Linked DNA regions of Gossypium arboreum: region 1 is linked to region 2. The links are chromatin contacts, called in public Hi-C maps. All regions are on one chromosome and are shown on one strand. The core of a region is the stretch at or near the end of the contact, and the rest is flanking DNA. Distances in the headings are between cores, read along the strand shown. Region 1 holds the start of LOC108484332. Region 2 holds the start of LOC108452265 (putative cyclin-D6-1).

Region 1 (2,830 bases), core at 155-2,654, 610 kb after region 2:
ATATTTGTTGCTCAAGATTTAGACAAGTAATTAATTGGTTTTCTTCAATATATAAAATAAAATAAAACCTTGCATGTATGATCAAGGTAATGTATAAAATTATATATTATAATCAATCAAATATAAACCCTTTGCTAAAATGTTAATAATTTACACAATATTTTTATGCATTATCAATAAACTAAAATTTAACATATCATTTAAAGTTTTTACAAATAAATCTACTTATGTTCATTTTAAATAGTTGTATCATAATTTCATACATAGATAATATATAAAATTAAAAATTAAAAATTTCGATACTACTAGTAAAATTTAAAACTTTCATAAATAAAATTGGGCCTATATAAAGTATAGTAAAATTAAAAATTATATAAAAAATTAAGACATGCGGAAAATTTATAATATTATTTGTAGAGTTAAAAAAGTACGCTGTTATATATCAAATACTCAACAGTATTCATTATATATAAATTTTGAGTAAGTATTTGATATATTGACAATATACTCTCTTTTTTCACAAAAATTTACATACTTTTTTCTAAATAACTAATTTTAAATATTTTACTATAATTTTATATAACACCTATCAACTCTCAAACATTATTTGTCATGCCTAAAACTACACTAAAATTGTATAATATTGTCCAATAAACTTTTTATAAAGAGTTAACATGTGATGCATTAAGGATGTATAATTTTATGGATTAAGATAAGTAATCATCTAAAATTTTTTAAAATAAATGAGTTGAAAGAAAAATTGTTTTATGTTGAATTTATTTTTCTCTTTTAGACCAACCTTATCGACCGATGATGATGACACAGATTCCCGAGAATCATAAATAGAAGGTGAAACCCAGTCGGCCGAGGTATGGCTGGACCCGGTAAGAAAGGGTTCTCAGCTAGAAAGCCGTGAAATCAGACACTAAATCTAATCGCCAAAACCTTTACTTTTTTCCAGGCAAATAGCAAGAGATTCGTGACTGTTAAATCACGGCGAGAAAAGAATAAAAAGACGAAAACAACATCAATTCACGATATATATCATCTTTCTTTTTCCACCCCAAAAACGTCACTACCAATCAAATCTAATACCATCTGGAAACATAAAACAAAGTATACTCATCTCCATCTATCCTCAAGGATCAAACTTGAATTTATATTATGATGAAATGGCAGAAGATCAAATACCCAAAACCAATCAAAAAGGAAGACCAAACATACTTACCAGTGATAAATGAATTGAGGAAGTAGGTGTGGGCCGGCAGCGATAACTTGTCTTCTATCTTTTTCCACAGAACGGAGTTGAAAGTGCGGGGATTGGAACATGTAGGGGCAGCGGGCAAGGCAACGACATGCTGCTGTGGGGCCCGGCTGTTACTGTCAGATAGTAGCAGCAACGTGGCCACGAGTTAGCCCCCTTTTTGTCCCTGAGTTAATGCTATCCTTACGGACTTTCGTCTTGTGTTTCTTTACTGCCCAATCGTGTATTATTTTATTTTTATATATGGACGTCGCTGAAAAAGTTGCATGGAATAAATTGTCAGGGAGTGTTTGGTTGGTAAGTGGTAACCTTATTTTTCAGGTTCCAATGTACAAAATCATCTTCAGCTTCTAATATGATATTATTATAATTGGGATAATTTCAAGATGATTTTACATTAGCTTGGTAATACGAGAGTTGTGACAATTATAAAAAAGAATTGTAAAATTTTTAAAATATTGTTCTTGTAAAATTACATGCCAAATTTTACTCGGAATTTATTTTGTAAATTATTTTATTTCGTGAAATATTTTATAAAGTATTTTCATGTAAATTTTTTGAATTAATTTTATTTCGTAAATATAAAAATTTTTTATAAAATGTACCTTATAATTTTACAAATACAAAATATTTGGTAAATATATTATTCTTTAAAAATAATACTATATTCATAAAAATATCCAAAATATTTTACCCACTCGTGAAAAGAGAAATGTGTAGAGTTATCAAGCATTTTCCTTTCATTAAATATAAAATATTTCATAAATTAACACTTTTTTACTTATTCAACATTTTTATATATTAAATAATGAACTATTTTAGTACTTATCTTATTACAACTTGTTGAGTAATATTTGATCATGTTGTATTAAGGAAAACACATACGGTATTTATACATAATTCCTACCGCTACTGTTACACTTCACAATAGGGTCCACTATCTTGTCTTGGCTTTTGGGCCAAGGGCATTGACATTCTATGTCCTTGGTGCAGATATTTTCTATGCCTCCTCTAGCTTATTGAACTCTTGCCTGTAGAGTACACGGTCCTTTCTAACCCTGGGACTGACTCCCCCAGTGAACCTCGTACCTGTTAGTCACGAGGGTGGGGGTCTTCTTCACAGACATAGCTCGTGACCTCGTCCCTGCGAGGTTTACGTGAGCTCCTTTTTGCGACCTTGTTTGTGTGAAGCTTACGTGAGCCTTTCCATGCGAGCTATCTCTGCGAATATCTTGCATTCCTGTAAGGTCCTCAGTTGATTGTGCCTGTAGGCGAACATTCTTCTTTTAGGTCGAAGGTCCTGATCCTATCAGTCATTCAAGCTATTAGTTCCTAAGTCCTAACAATTCAGTCCCCCCTTAATGGCTTAAGAGACGTTATAAAGTGGCGGGCCTTAGGTCCATTTCAAACGCAGCTTGCCTGGCACACTGTGGGGAAATAGTGTATGACAGCTGCCTTGCCTCGTGTAAATCCAGGCATTGGGCATGCACATTCGGCTATTGAGAGACGAAGCATTTTTCTATGCTTGTATTTGGATCGTTGGTTCATTTCTGTACGCAAACGGCT
Region 2 (3,089 bases), core at 150-2,649:
GCAATTATTGATGGTTTGAACTCTAGCAGTTTGATTTCTGCAACAAATAACATAACAGACATGTTCAAGCTGTTTTCCGATAAAAGACATAACGGACATGTTACTATGTTCTGTTTAATTACCATTACAAGCTTGGAAGATTATGTTTGTTGCTCTATCTTTCAATGCTTGTCTCAAAGGTGGATCTTTAAGTTCAAACAAAGATATGAAGAAGCAGATAAACGACAAGGGTGTTACTGATCTCATTCTCCAATTCAAGGCATCAAGTATCAGAAGCTCCATTCGTTGAATTGCGGGGGCATCAAAGATGAGCCCTTCGTCTCTCTGTTTCATTTGTATTAGTCTTTGCATGAAGGTAAAAAAAAAAATTTCAAATTAAGATGAGATGTTTAATTAACCTGGAAATTGGAGGAAGAGAAGTGTTGTTCCTTCATCTTTGAAGCCAAAGAAATGGTAGCGATCACAAGAAGCCTCAACACCCATGGATTACCTTGCTGTTAAAGTATTCAAGTTGTTATAAAAAATACTTTGTTTGGTTACCAAGAAAACAACACTCTTCATCTTGCCTACATACAGGAATTTCTTGCCTGGAGACGAACCGGTCCATGTAGTTAGTAGCCAGGTATGTTGTGTAAGGATCAATGTTACATGAATACTGTGCCTGACCAATTAAAACAAGTTATAAAAGACAAGAACAGTAAACCATGTATTAAAATGAAATGGAAGGAAAAGAACAGTAGTGAATAGTGAAAATAGATATGGGTACCCTCAAAATGAGAGAAATGGCTTCCTGTCGAAAAGAAACAAACAAGTCATTGCTCTTTAAACTTAGAAAGTAGTTGTGGGAAGGCATGTGATCAGATTCTGAAGAGAAGAGAGCTGAGATTATATCAGATTCTTGATTGTCCAAGCTGGTGAATGGGTTCTCAAGATCAAAGCAATCCATAATTTTTTTCTTAAGAGAAGAATGGGGAGAGAGTGAGAGTGAGTTTGCAAAAGAATAGAGTTATAATAATGTTGAAAAAGAGAAGAAGAGAGCTGAAAAAACCAAGTTGGATCTTCAACTTCACTTGTGACTTTTGTTTCTGGGTCTCACAAAGCTGCCTTGTTTAACTTTAATTAGAATATGCCATTGCTACATTTCGAGAAACTGAATTAGTATCATGAACATGATATTTATAATAATAATAATCTAATTTGAAGGTAGAAGGTTATACTTTTGAAAAGCTAATATTGTTGGAGAAATGGATAAAAGTGCCATTCTTCTTTGAACACATGTATGTATATAGTTTAGTATGCAAAGCAAAAGGAGAAAAGTGGTCCCAAGCAGAGCTCACAAAGCAGTAGAAAGAAAGAAGACAGTTTGGCGCAGTATATTTCCTTTTCTTCGTTCCGCGATAAGCGCCGGTCCATTTTAAAGAAGGTGCCGCTTAAATAATTCACCGCTTAATATCCAACAAACTATTATTTATTTTTTTTCCTTCTTTAAAAGAAATTACTTTTCCTTTTTTAATTTTGCTTTTGATCATGGAATAAGACCCTCTTTAATTTAATCACATTCCACAAACTCCTTTCTTGTTTTTCTTTTCCCTTTTATAACAAGTTTTTAAGAATAAATAGTTCATCTAATATTAATAAGAATAAAAAAAATCATAAATTTTTTTTAGGATTTTATCATATATATAATTATTTTAATTATTTTATTATTTTGCCATGTCATTCTAGAAAAAAATTCTCTACTAAAGTGAGCAGGACAATAATCCAATTTTCAATGTCTTAAAACCCAAGGTTTCTTTTCTCCAAGTCAAATTTAGGTAGATTGACTTCGGGTACGTTTTTTTATTTAATTTCTTTCATTTTCTTTAACAAACCTCACCTTCTCTTCCTTACCTATTTAATTTTTAATTTTCTAAAAATAACCTATCTGAGGTAAATATTGAGTTTCAAATATTTATTAGATATAATTGTTTTTAAATAATTGTATAAATTGATTAAACAAAAAATCGAATATTCAATGGTTGGATAGTAAATTTCAAGTTGATTGAGATAAAATTTACTATTTCAACTTGTGCTTATAAATAAGAGTGAGTGTTTGATCGAATTGAGTAAAAAAAATTGAGTTGGCGGGTCCTTTTTTTTTATCCTAACTCAATTTGAATTTTTTTCTAATCGAATCAAGTGAAATTGTTCAAGTTAAATTAAAAATTAAACATTTTGAATTAAAATCTCAATACAATATAACTAATTCCATGTTAGAGTAAATAAATTTGAAATCAATATATTTAAAAAATTTCAAAGAAAAATAAGAGAAAAAAAGTTATTTTAGTATGCTTGAATCATTAATTAACTTATTTAGGTCCCAAACTTATTATTTTAGAAAATTTTAAAATTTTTAACTTTCTTTATATATTCTTTAGATTTTTATAATTGTTGAAAAATATACATTTTGCAATTTTTATAAATATTTAGAATTTTAAAATTTATTTAATTTTTTTGTAATTTTTGGTAAAAAGGCCTATTTGCTCATTTTCAAAAACTAACAAAGACTGTTTACATCAATTTGTTATTCAAATTATTCGAGTTATTTGAATGGTAAAATTTAAGAATGGTAAAATTTAACTCAACTCGAACTCGAACATCGAATTATTTATTCATGTAGACTCGAAAAAAAATTGAATAACTCAATTCGATTAACTCGAAATTCAAATTTTTTTTAATTTTTTTCTAATCAAATTGTGTTTTACTTCCCTACTTATAAACTCTATTCTCCTAACTTGTATAAGAAAAAAGGTATTCACTTTCATTTGTTATTTATGAGCCATTTTCTTTCATAGAAAACAAAGATATCATTGCGTCACATTTCTTGACTCAAAACTGTGCAAAAGGTAATATAAGAAGGTAGGAAGGAATTACTAGTAAATTTACTAATGTTTTGTCAACCTAACAACTTGAAATTCAAGGCATATGGATTCAATTGCATTTCAAGTTCACATTCAGGTTTTCAAACTTTAGGTAACTCTTCAAGTGATTTTGCAATGTTTCATATCCTTTTTAATGCTTCATATCAGTGGAGGAGCAAATTGCTAGCA

Evidence for each region. Hi-C and Micro-C count contacts between places; a contact is called where the count stands out from the background.
Region 1: a contact with region 2 is called in a Hi-C map of leaf, with 4 times the contacts expected there. The contact joins the promoter of LOC108484332 here to the promoter of LOC108452265 in region 2. A contact is called at or near these places in 2 of 5 Hi-C or Micro-C datasets (both in leaf).

Annotation. Positions count from the first base shown.
Region 1 is chr6:39,480,538-39,483,367 of ASM2569848v2, forward strand. LOC108484332 reads right to left here and starts at 1,405. Exons shown (of 3, transcript XM_017788079.2): 1 at 1,229-1,405. The coding sequence starts at 1,329.
Region 2 is chr6:38,868,620-38,871,708 of ASM2569848v2, forward strand. It overlaps LOC108452265 (putative cyclin-D6-1), which reads right to left and starts at 1,400. Exons shown (of 8, transcript XM_053029982.1): 1 at 1,218-1,400; 2 at 1,049-1,135; 3 at 767-790; 4 at 575-661; 5 at 399-494; 6 at 123-324; 7 at 1-37. The coding sequence starts at 607.